2 separate regions of the Mus musculus genome follow, and region 1 is linked to region 2. The links are chromatin contacts, called in public promoter capture Hi-C maps. All regions are on one chromosome and are shown on one strand. Each heading gives the region's core, a stretch centred on a gene start, on an enhancer-like site or on the middle of the called end of the contact. The rest is flanking DNA. Distances are from core to core; before and after follow the strand shown. Region 1 overlaps Gfod2 (glucose-fructose oxidoreductase domain containing 2). Region 2 holds the start of Slc12a4 (solute carrier family 12, member 4).

Evidence for each region. Promoter capture Hi-C pulls out the DNA fragments that hold promoters and counts their contacts.
Region 1: a promoter capture Hi-C map of neutrophils shows a contact between it and region 2, with 4 times the contacts expected there. The contact joins the enhancer-like site here to the promoter of Slc12a4 in region 2. A contact is called at or near these places in 12 of 39 promoter capture datasets (the C10 cell line, the HPC-7 cell line, HPC-7-derived erythroid cells and 8 more), 1 of 484 Hi-C or Micro-C datasets (bone marrow-derived macrophages), 6 of 115 datasets of contacts at active chromatin or transcription factors (embryonic stem cells, extraembryonic endoderm stem cells, intestinal villus epithelium and 2 more) and 3 of 9 other capture datasets (adipose tissue, liver and macrophages).

What each region holds. Positions count from the first base shown.
Region 1 is chr8:105,725,853-105,732,148 of GRCm38.p6, forward strand. It overlaps Gfod2 (glucose-fructose oxidoreductase domain containing 2), which reads right to left. Exons shown (of 3, transcript NM_027469.5): 2 at 2,136-2,479. The coding sequence starts at 2,394. Among named protein-coding and RNA genes, the nearest start is that of 4933405L10Rik, 21 kb to the left of the region's middle. Within about 2 kb of position 1,714, at least 69 of the 459 cell types and tissues checked have an H3K27ac peak or open chromatin away from gene starts, as enhancers often do. A contact at or near this core is called in the HPC-7 cell line, adipose tissue, neutrophils and 1 more, where this site is marked.
Region 2 is chr8:105,961,825-105,968,062 of GRCm38.p6, forward strand. Slc12a4 (solute carrier family 12, member 4) reads right to left here and starts at 4,291. Exons shown (of 24, transcript NM_009195.3): 1 at 4,101-4,291. The coding sequence starts at 4,215.

The DNA.
Region 1 (6,296 bases), core at 464-2,963, 240 kb before region 2:
TTTAATGCTAAGTGCAGCCCCTTAGAGTCGGCTCGTAGCCCCTGTGACCCTGCCCCAAATTATTTCTGATTGGTGAGTAAAGATGCCAACAGCCAATAGCTGGGCAGAAGAGACATAGGTGGGGTTTAGTTTCCTAAACTTGGGGGTGGGGGAGGGGGAGGAGGAGGAGGAGGAGAATGATAGAAGGAAGGAGCAACCGCCATGGGTTTGCTGAACCATAAAAACATGGCCCTGAGGGCTGGCCAACTAGAGTTAAGAGCAGCTCAGATGAAACATATTAAGTAGTAAGTAAGAACTCTGGGGTATCGATAGGAAAGTAGATTCTAATATCACAGAGGCTAGGCAGCTGCCCAGCTCTTATGCTGATTAAAGCTTATTGTAAATATAAAGGCTGTGTGTGTTTTTTTTTTAATCCAGGAACTTAATAAACCAAAGGCAGGGTAGAAACCCTGGGCCAGGATTTAAAGTTCCTACAACATATACCACCATCCGAGTGGGTTAAGTCTTTCGTAGTTCTTGAGACTGAATCCTGGTTTTCATAAATGCAGGCAAACACTCTACCAACTGAACTATACCCCAGCCCTTCAGTTTCTTTCATTGACAACAAAGACAGTTGGGTCTGTGACCCTTCATCCACAGTTTGCAGCAAACCACCCAGGAAGTTTGCCCAGAGAGAATGGCACCCACCCCAGAGAGGCAGGAAATCTGAGGTGCTTGAGAAATTACTTCTATCCCAGGTGACATTGCTTCTTTGGTGGTGCTGTGCAGGGAACCTTGCAGGGCAGGGTGGAGTGTGGGATATGGTGTGTGGGGTGGGGTGTACCACACCACACAAGTTCTGTGAGAACACACAGCGGGTGCTGGACTGGACACTGCACGGGGCACCAGCAAGCCTCACTGTTCTTTTACTTCAAGTCTCAAAGGCTAGAGGCTACGGTTCTAACAGACATGGGAAGGAGGAATGGTGAAAACCTGGACCTGTGTCACATGTCACATACCTGCAAGTCTGTGTCAGCGCTGTGTGCCTCACACTGCTGTCTTCACCAAACCCCGTGTCTGTCATAGGCTCACCACATTATATTCCAGCCCACGAGACATGCTGAGGTAGATGGAAGCTTCAGGGAACTGTGAAAATTTCTCTTGTGCTCCAGGTCTAAAGGAGCTGAGCTGAAGTTAGACTGTTCCAACAGCTACCGCCTAAGTGACTGTCTTGTCTTCCTCCAATTCTAAAAGGACTGCAGTTACAGCGCTTAGATCCTTAATTAAGAACAACAGTAACACAAAGAAAAATAGCAAGAGAGACAGATCCTGTAACAGAAGAAGAGAAGAGAAGAGAAGAGAAGAGAAGAGAAGAGAAGAGAAGAGACGAGATGAGACGAGACACCAGGATCAGTGGCACACACATAATCCCAGCACTCAGAAGGGTGAGGCAGGAGTGTGAGTTGGGGGATAGCCGGAGCTACATAGTAAACTCTTATTTCAAGATCTATATGATGAAAAGAAGAACCTGCCTATAGTTCACAGGCAAGAGGAACTCACTAGGAACCTGAAGAACAGCTCACCAGGTCACACCCAGTCAGGTTCCCAGGAGAGTGGACATGTGAGCAGGCTATTCTGTGGTGTGTGTCAGGAAAGCCAGGCCTGACAGAGCACCTTCCTGCTGTCTGGCAATACCAGATTGCAGTTTGCCAGGAAGGGTGGTGCTCATTACAGCCAAGGGCTGACAAAGCACAGGAAGCGGGAGCCTTCTAGACAACCTCCTCTCCTTCCTGTGGTGCTGCTTGCTACAGCGGGACAGAACAAACACATCCATCACATCTGAGGGTCCGGGGGTCCGGGGAAGTGCTGACCTCCCCACAGCAGGCTGGACAGTGAAGGAGGGCAGCCGTCTCTAGCTCCTTGATGGGCTGAGCTTCTGCCCCGAGGGTTAGTGGTGAATAGGGAGCAGAGAGGGTTAGAGCTTTTAGAATCTCCAGCATGTCCTTCCCCACCTCTGCCCCAGCGATATCCCAGAGCACCACTACCCGCAGGTGCAGACAAAGAAGGAATGGCCAGGCCTAGGAGAGGGCCGGGCACTGTGGAGGACTGCCCAGAGGAGGAAACACAGTCTGCCGCTGTAGCCTGAAGATGCATACCTAGAGCCTTCACGGATATCTGCCGGGTGAGCGGAGGTGGGATGTTGATGCAGACCAGGTCTACGTCTTGATGCAGCAAGACGTCGTCTGTGCGGCTGGTGTAGAAGGTGATGTTCATCTCCTCGGCCAGCTGCTTTGCCTCTTCCTCAGTCTTCCCCCACAGGGCCTCCACGGTGAAGCCCTCTGCCCTCAGCAGCGGGACCAGGACCCGGGCTGAGCTGCCAGTCCCGAACACACCGACTCCTGGGAGCAGCTTCATCCTGGCCTCTGCTCAAGCACTCATGTCCTTACAAGGGTCCCCGGGATGCAGCTGACCGTCCCGTCATCCTGATCAAACATGGCTCCTAAAACAGAAATGAACTGGTCAGCGGCAGAGATTACACTCAGAGGAGCCTAGATTCTAAGGCAATTTGGAAGCAACAAGCTCTCTGTCCCCGAAACACAAAGTATTTTTCCAAAATAAAAAGCTGAAGAATCTTGTTCCTGGCACACTGGATACCACCGTCACCTACTGGACACAGAGAAAACAAGTAAACTATGAAAAGTAGGGTCAAGTCCTTATTCTACCTAACCCTGGTCAAGTGATTTAGCCTTCAAGGCTTCAACTACAAAATAAAGATCTTTAGACTTCCTTCTAAAAAGCATTGTGTGTGTGTGTGTGTGTGTGTGTGTGTGTGTGTTTGTGTGTATACCTGAGTATATAGGGTTTGAGACTCCAAATCAAAAACACAAAAAGAAATGGTTCTCTTTTCCTTTTTTTGCAAACAGATGTTCACCCTGGAGCACTTGGAAGTCCAAAGAAGGAGTATTGTATGCGTAAGGCCAGCCTGGTCGATGAGCAAGAGTCTGTCTCAAAAAAAAAAAGCTGAAAAAATATTAAAAAAAAAACCAAAACAGAGGGGGCTGGAGAGATAGCTCAGTGGTTAAAAGCACTGACTGATCTTCCAGAGGTCCTGAGTTCAACTCCCAGCAACCACATGGTGGCTCACAACCATCTGTAATGGGATCTGTTGCCGTCTTCTAGTGGGTGTCTGAAGACAGCTACAGTGTAGTCATATAAATAAAAAATAAATAAATCTTTAAAAAAAAATAGAAAAATGAAGCCAAGCATGGTGATGACATCTGTAATAGCACTCAGGAGGCAGAGGCAAGTGGATCTCTGTGAGGTCAAGTCCAGCCTGGTGTACGGACTGAGTTCCAGGACAGCCAGGGCTATGTAAAAACCCTGTCTCAAACAAAACAAAACAAAACAAAACAAAACAAAACAAACACAAAGACTGAAAACCGGGGTAGCTAATAAAAGTGATCTGTTAGATAAATAACCCTGGAGCCACTAAAACCGTGAGGTACGGAGACCTCAACCACCTACCTGAAAGCCATTCACCACACACTGATCAGAAGGGAAATGCCAGGTCACAGGGCAGCCCTGCAGCGTCCCGTACCCCTGGACAGTACGCCCATGTCTCTGTGAACCACTGACGCGAGCACTGCATAGGCAGCTGGCCATTCCAGAGTCTTCCGTATCTTCTGTTTTGTTTCTTTATGTGTGTCATTAGGATATTTATTTATTTACTTATTTGTAGACAGGGTCTTGTGTATCCTAGTGTGGCCCCAACCTATGAACCATGCCTTGTTTTAGGTGCTAGGGACTGAATCCAGGGCTTCATAAATGCCAGACAAAGCTTTCTACCAAATAAAGCACATTCTCTGCCTTGTTTTGGTCTCTGTGTGTACCTTACTGTGTACGCGCGCGCGCGCGCATACACACACACACACAATTAAATACCAGCAGGGTAAAACAACAGCATGGGTTAGATTTTTTAATAAGCTGTTTTACTTCCACTGACTCAAGGGTAGCTTCACACCCATGAAGAGGCCTCTGAGGGAGCCGAATGGCACGACGCTAGGCAAGCTGGAGGAGTAGGTGCTTCCGCACAAGCAGGAACTGCTGGTTTTCCTGGTTGACTTTTCACCCCTAAAGTTCATACTCTTTGTCCTAAAATTTCTGCAGCATACCTTTCCCATGCCCCTGAAGATCTAAATACATCTAGCCTCACCAAGCTCCCATGAATCCCAATCACCATATGCTTGCTGGTCAGGACTGCAGAGTACAAGCTCAGAGTGACAGGGAAGGTAGTACAGATGGGTTCAAATCCTGGCTCTGTCACCAGTTGGGTGGCCTTCAGTAAGTCAGTCAGTTTCTTTCTACCCCACCCCCTTATCTTTGCATCCCCTCCGTTTTTTTGTTTGTTTGTTTGTTTGTTTTGTTTTGTTTTTTTTTTTTGTTTCTGGAGACAATGTTCCATACTATAGTCTAGAACTCACTGTGTAAATCAGGCTGACATCAAACTCACAACAATGTGTCTATCTCAGCTTTCCTAGAGCTGCTGTCATAGGTGTATGCCCTGAAGTGTAGCAACAGCGTTCATCCCTTTTTAAATTTTTGTTTTGTTTTGGTTTGGTTTTTTGGTTTTTTGAGACAGGGTTTCTCTGTGTGGCCCTGGCTATCCTATAACTCACTTTGTAGACCAGGCTGGCCTCAAACTCAGAAATCTGCCTGCCTCTGCCTCCTGAGTGCTGGGATTAAAGGCATGCGCCACTGCCCGGCCCCTTTTTTAATTTAATTTTTATTTTATGTACATTGGTGCTTTGTGTTTTGCCTGCACGCATGTCTGTGTGGATGCTGGGAATTGAAACCGGTTCCTTTGGAAGAGCAGCTGTGCTCTTAACTGCTGAGCCATCTCTCCAGCCCCTGTGCTCATCTTTATCTATGTTTGACCTAACATCACTGTAAAAGCTCTGTGTGTGTGTGTGTGTGTGTGTGTATGTGTGACAGACAGACAGACAGAGAGAGAGAGAGAGAGAGAGAGAGGAGCAAAGTACAATGATATATATGTTTGAAAATGCTATGCTATCCTATTATTTTGTATGCTAAAAAGGGAGAAAAAGATTGTTGTCAGGCATGAATAGAGATTAGTTTTTTTTTCCCCAACTACCTGGAAAATATGTTGAGATGCGCTATTTTCTGTTTGCTGGTTTTCTAAGGGGAGACGGGCTTCCTTTGGCTTACAGTTCTAGGGTCAGCCCATCATGGCTTCAGACAACAGCTGCAGGAGGGAGCTTCTTCCATGGAGGCCACAGATGAGAAGCAGAGAGCAATAAAATCTTTGTTTTTTGAGACAGGGTTTTCCTGTGTGGCTCAGGCTGTCCTGGAACTTGGTCTCGAACTCAGAGATCTGCCTGCTTCTGTCTCCTAAGTGATGGGATCAAAGGCATATGCCACCATTGCCCAGCAAAACCTTTTTTTTTTCCTTTCGACAGGATCATGTATTTCGGGCTAGCCTCTAACTCACCGTGCAGCTGAAGATACCGTGAACTCCTAACTCTGCAACTTGTACCTACCAAATGCACTACCACAACCAGCTCAAAGTTGTATGTTGTTTTGAGTTTAAAATGTTTATTATTAAGTGTGTCTGAAGGTAGACATGTACCTATCAAGGCATACATGTAGAGTTCAGAAAGTAATTTCTGGGAGTCAGTTCTCTCCACCATGGAGTCTGAGAAGCAAACTTAGGCCGGACATCAGCCTAGTGCAACAGCAGGTGCCTATGCCCACGGAGCCATCTCACTAGCCCAAAGTTCCATTTTCAAATAACCAAAGGAACTACTGATATCTAATATTCAGAAGCAGCCAAAGCAAGAAAACAGGTAAGTAAACAGTGGGGACTATGGAGATAGCTCAAAGGTAAGAATGCTTGCATTATAAACATGAAGACCTGAATTCAAATCCTCAACACCTATATAAAAAGCCAGCTATGGCTTTGTATGCCTGAAAGCCCAGCATTTGGGATGCAGAGACAGGTGGTTCCCAAGAGCTTGCTGGCCAGACAGCCTAGTCAAAATGGTAGCTTCTGGTTGGGTGCAGATCCCAAGGGAATAAGATAAAGAGTAATTATGTGGCCACCTGGTGTATTTCTCTGGCCTCCATGCCCACATACACAGATGTGGGCACCTACACTCTTACATGTATGGGCCATACCCTCCTACACACAAATCAAACAAATGAACAGCTGTGTGGGAGCGCAAAGGTCTAACTCCCAAGCTAATATGCATGCAGTATTAGTCTGTCTTTAAGGCCATAAAATCTTCTCCAAAAAGTTG
Region 2 (6,238 bases), core at 3,041-5,540:
TCTGGGACAGGTTCTAAATGTAGCCCAGGCTGGCTTCAAACTTGTGCCAATGCTCCTGCCCCAGCAGGGTTGGGATCACAGATGTAAGCACACGCCCACTTTCTTTTTTGTATATGTGGTGGATGTGTACATACAAGTCTACAAGGTCAATGGGGGTCAAGGTCAATATCAGGTGCATTCTTTTCCCACTCTCCGCCTTATTTTTTCCAGACAGGGTCTCTCACTGAACCTGGAGCTCATCAATTCAGTGAGACTGGCTGGCCAGCAAGACCCAGGGCCTCTCCTGGCTCTGTTTTCCCAATGCTGGGATCGTAGGAAGTCCGTGTGCCTGGCTTTGTACACCTGGCTCTCTGTTTCATATTGGCTGACTTTGCAGATCAAGGTCAATGAAGGTCAATGCCAAAGCCAGCAGTCATCTCAACCCAAGTCATGTTTAGGGCTGGTGGGGTCAGGTAGCTCCCCAGACATCCTGGCATTTTTGCTAACTTCCATGCTCATTTGGGATGAGGAGTCACAAGACTCCTGGGCCACACCTGTGCCACCAAGCCACTGCTGCCATTCACATTGAAAACTCTTTACCGAGAAGAGCCACAACACGAAGAAAATAACAGAAATGAAAACGGCATCCTGGCAGCTCACCTTACTTCCCTTTCTGCCTTGCCCGCTAGGAGTCTCCATAGATTTATCCCTCAGAAGCCGCCAGCACTTATTCTCAGTTCTTGCCCTCTCCCTCTGTATCCTTCCATGAAGCTGGACATAAATACCAATTATTCTAAATGCACACACTGCAGGCTGTCCCACCACCGCTACTGATTGTTTCTAAGAAGAATCTACTATTATCCAGAAACTGTACAGCAGTGCTTCTCAGCCGTCCTTATGCTGCAACCCTCTAATACAGCTCCTCATGTTGTGGTGACCCCTCCATCATAAAATTATTTCATTGCTACTTCACAGCTGTAATTTTACTGTTATGAATCCTAATGCAAATATCTGTGTTTTCCAATGGTCTTAGGCGACCCCTGCAAAAGAGACAGTAGACCCTCCCAAAGGGGTTGTGACTCACAGGTTGGGAAACGCTGCTGTAGACCTAGGCATGGTGGTACAAACCTATAATCCTTGCCCCACCCCCCACCCCCACCCCCCCAGAGGCTACAGAAGGAAGAGCCCTGAGTTCAAGGTCAATTCAGGCTACGACACGGTTTCCAGGGCAGCCTGGGCTGCATAAAGAAAACAAAGAAGCCAGAGGACTAGGGATAAAGCCTAGGTGGTAAGGTGTTTGCCTAGGATGCACAAAGCCCTGGGTTTGATCCCTGGTACCTCATGAAACCGAGCTTGGCGGCACAGGTGTGGAATGCCAGGAGGTGACACCAAGAGAATCAGAAGTTCAAAACCATCATCAAGTTCAAGGCTAGCCTGGACTACATGAGACCTTGGGTTTAAAAGGAAACCAAAGGAAAAAAATCCTACCAACTACAGAGCTGAGCACACGACAGTGCCCCACTCTGTGACCCACCTGATCCTTAGTTGTCCCTACAAGCTTCACTCCCAGATGGCTTGGGATGCTTCTAAGATCTGTCTCTGGTCCTTACCTGCTGATGCATGTCAGTTCCCCTTTTGGGAACAAGACAAGGCTGCCTAGTGAGGAGGGCCAGACCTGGGTCTATCACAGCGATGAGAGGTGAGCTTCAGGTTCTCTTTTCACATTCCAGAGCCCAGGCCTTTTAGGGAGTGCTCTGGGGTACAGCATGATACCCCAGCATAGAAAAGACCTCTGGCATACTGGCATATGTAGTCTGATCACTGCGTGCATACTCCAGCCTCTGGGTTTTCAGAGATCCGGCAGGCTGGCTTGGATACCTGCCCCTTGCCCTGTGCGACCCACAGAAAACTGCTTAGCCTCTCCGAGCTACCCTGTCATCTTCTATGAAGCAGAGACAGTAACTCCCTCTCCCAACTTCCCGGATGCATCAGAAAAGGTAGTGTCTGGTCCCAGACACGGGCAGGGCACTTCGCAAAGCCTCACTTAAGGACCCCTCCCATAGGATTATGGGGATATGAAAGGGTCTGAGCAGAGCTTCAGGTCTCTGGTCCCCCAAACTTCAAGCTACCCGCCCTGGCCTCAGCTATTCCAAAAATTCCAGGGCAGGCTTAGGCATGCCTGCCTGCCTGCCTGCCTGCCTGCCAGGCTCAAGCTTTTCAGACATTACCTGAGACCCCCAGAGAACCAAAGCACAGCTCAGGCCTGGGGCTCCCTATGAAGGGCTCAGGTGTGTTCCTACCAGCAACTGGGAAAGCCCTGACAGTAGGAAGTGATCTGGATGACCTTTCTGGTCCCTATGTACATGGAATCTACCTATAATGTCCTTCCATGACCTTCCCAGTCTGGCCACAGGCCATCTAGGTGAGCAGGCCTATGTATGCCCCTCAGAACAGAGGCGTGTGTGTGTGTGTGTGTGTGTGTGTGTGTGTGTGTGTGTTGTGGGGGGGATCCTAACAGAGCTAGGCCTAAGATAGTTCTGTGCTCTCTGATTCTTTGCTATATCTACAAAGAAGAAGCAAAATCACTCACCCGGATGCAGGGTGTCCCCCATGCCACAGACACACCACAATCTGGCCGAAAAGTAAATAGGAAGAGAAGAAGGGGGTGGGGTTGGGAGGAGCTGGCCTAGCCTGGAGGGATCTGGCAGGGCACAGCCAACAGCCAGCATAGCTCCAGGTTACTCCTATCAACCTGTGAGGGACCAAGGCGGAGCCAAAGAAAAGGCTCAGTACTGCCCATTGGTCCAGGCTAATCTCCAGGATGCAGTTCAGTACATCATCTAGGGACAGACATCCTTCCAGTCCCAGGGAAGGAGGGATATGGTTCCGACACCTTGGACCAGGCAAGGGGCAGCAGGGGATGTGGGATCTAGGGTTACTTACACACAGCTGTGAAACCTGACAAATCTCCGTGACATCTGCAGTCCATGCCCCTGGCCTGTATGTCCACATGGCAGGCAGGTCATTCAGTCACCGTTCACATGAAGCACAGACTACCCCTCAAGCATGTCACCATCACAGACCTATCAGATAGCCTCCGATACCATCACCAGACACAACACACATTTCCTACACCTTTCTATCACGGTCAGCCTCAGACATCACAGGCATTTGTTATCATAGCACCAGGCTCATCACTGGCAGCCTTCCTGGAAACAGTAGCCATAAGGACGTCCTGACCTGACCCTGTGATACTCAGCGACACACGTGCATTTACACATGCCTGGACAGCTATACAGACAGACACATATAACCAGGACCGTTCCCATTCCAAGTGTGAGGAGCCTCCGTGGGTGGAAGATGGAGAGATGGGGCACTGGAAGGGAGAAAGGGTTTACCTCTATAACCAGCCCTGATACCTAGGTTAAGGCACTACATTCTCATATCCGGGTTTGAATCCCACTGGAACAAGTTACATAACTCTTCCCCACCGCCCTTCACTCCTTCCTAAGTGCGAGTAACAGAACCTGTCCCATGGGGGAGGTTGGGAGGATTAAAGCGAGTTGCTTCATGTACAGTGCCTAGACAAGCCTGGCCCCGTGTGACTGCTCCCTAGGTGTCCATGATACGCACAGATCTACGTAGACCAAGGCCAACACAGGCTCTTCAGCGAGCACACCCTTTGCTCCTACCGGGCCAGTGTGCAAGGAGGCAGGGGTAGGGAAAGGACAAGAGAGGGGCGGTGAGTCATAGAGGAAGAGAGGGTGACACTCAAGAGGATGGGGGCGATTCACAGAAAGTGAGGAAGCTACAATCCAGGCTTCCATTGGACCCAGACCCGTGGCGCGTTCGGCGCCAGCCTAAGCAAGGCAGCCCGTTACCCGGCCTCCCAAGGCGGCCACGTCTGCAGCCCCCGCCCGCGGCCCTCGGGGGAGGAGCTGGGAGTGGGTGGAGGACGACCTAGCCCGGGAGTCCCGGACCAAAAAGACTCATCGGTCTGAGCGCGCAAGGAGCAAGAAAAGTGGAGTCCTGCATGGACGTCTGCGCGCGCGGTCCGAAGGCGCGAGTCCCGTGTAGATGCCCCCCGTCCCGGCCACAGCCCCCGCCGGGCGCACCCTCACCGTCCGAGTCTTCCCGCTCGGCGCGCTCGCCGTAGTCCACCCAACTGAGCCCCTCGAGGTTGTCATAGTCGCCGCGTCGCGGCCCGTCCACCGGCACCACGGTGAAGTGAGGCATCGCGCGCGCTTGGCCCGCGGTCCCGGCCTCCAGCCGGCAGTCCCCGCCGCCCCAGGCTGGCCCGCCCCGCCCGCTCGCATTCCACCCCGCTGCGCTCACTTCCTCCACCCGCCCCCCGGGCCGCCCCTCGGGGGCGGGGAGCAGGAGGGGCTCGGGTCGGCTCCTCCCCGAGGGGGGATGAGAGGACCCCGGGAACGAAGTACTCTAGCTGCTGGAGGGTAGGGTTCCTGTGTGTCTTTGGGTAAGGGGTTGCCCTCTCTGAGCCCCAAATGCGATACTTAATAAAGTGAGGGAAAGTATTTTAACTTTTAGGGGTATTATGATGGTGAGACGGGGCGCAGGGTGCACTGGCTCTGTTCCCTGAATCTAATTAGCTCTCAGTCACTTTTTGTTATTTAGCGGGAAAGCTAGCAGGACCTGGTCAATGTCACAGTGACCACCCCAAACCTCCTCAAGTCTTTCATCACCCTCACATACATACTCTTCCATAGCGGGAAAGCTAGCAGGACCTGGTCAATGTCACAGTGACCACCCCAAACCTCCTCAAGTCTTTCATCACCCTCACATACATACTCTTCCATTACCATCATTTCTCTCTAACGCTTCTCCAGGACTTTGGTAGCCTACGGTCTCTCCCTCAGTTCTGCTCGCTGCAGCCTCTCCCTTAGCAGGTGGTTGAAGATCGTATGCCCTTCCTAGAGGAGTCCGCTCCCTCCTCGCTAGAGGTTACACCGGCCCATCCCTCATCGACACTTTGGGATAGCCCAGTTATCTCATTTGAACTTGCTCCTTCATAACCTCACCTCCTGGAGGTTCCTGCACCCGAGTCCTTTCCTTTCTTGGTGCTAACTTCTTTCACACTCAGATAACTTACCTAGTCGCCTTGACTTGAGAATTTTTATCTTTCTGAGTTGTTCTTTTGGCCTCTTCCCCCACCCCACCCCGCTTCCTTCCTATCAGAAAGCTCCAGGGCTCATCTTTCTGCTCTATCTCCATTCTTTCTCCCTTTCTGGTGTAGCCTTTAGAATTTGGGCTGACTCTAGAATCCGCGCCCTCTGCTGCCACCCGCCAGCCCCAACTGCCTGGGTGGGCCGCTCGGCTAGGACCTCCCTGAAGCAGCTCAACAACTAACCCTTCCCAGTCAGCTCTTCCGGGCTGCAATCGGCCTCCCTCTCTTTCTGGCACCTTTAACTGCTTTCCAGCTGTGCGCGCGTGCTCTCGGCTCTGCATCTCCTATCCTGCACTCTCTGTATAGAAGGCTCACTGGTTACAAGCTTTTGTTGTTCTTGCCCCAGACCCAAGTTCAGTCCCCAGCACCCACATCAGGTAGCTTATGACTGCATATGTCTCTAGCTCCAGGGGATCTGATGCCCTCCAGCTCCCTCAGACTGTACCAGGGTTCACACACACACACACACACACACACACATTTAAATTTACCTTTAAAATTGAAAAATAAACTGAGCAAGAAGAAATATAATACAAGCTATGAGTAATAAATATTCCAAAAAAAGATACAAGGTATAACTAATAGCATTACCCCAGTCAGTCCAAAAATCAAAACCAAAGAAGCAAACAAACAAAAAAACAGGTGGGTGTCTACTGAGGAACAACACTTGAAGATCTTTGGACACACACACACACACACACACACAGAGGCCCCATCTTTTCTTCTCTTTCTTTTCTTTCTTTTTTTTAAGTTATTTTCTTTCTTTCTTTCTTTCTTTCTTTCTTTCTTTCTTTCTTTCTTCCTTCCTTCCTTCCTTCCTTCCCTTCCCTTCTTCTTCTTCTTCTTCTTCTTCTTCTTCTTCTTCTTCTTCTTCTTCTTCTTCTTCTTCTTCTTCTCCTCTCCTTCTCCTTCTCCTTCTCCTTCTCCTTCTCCTTCTCCTTCTTCTTCTTCTTTTTTGCTTTCCCCCCCCCCCCCAGAGAGTCTCACTATGTAGCCCTAGCTGGCTTTGATCTCTATGTAGACCAGGTTGCCCTCACAGGCAGTCCCTAGGTGCTAGAATAAAAGATGTGTGCC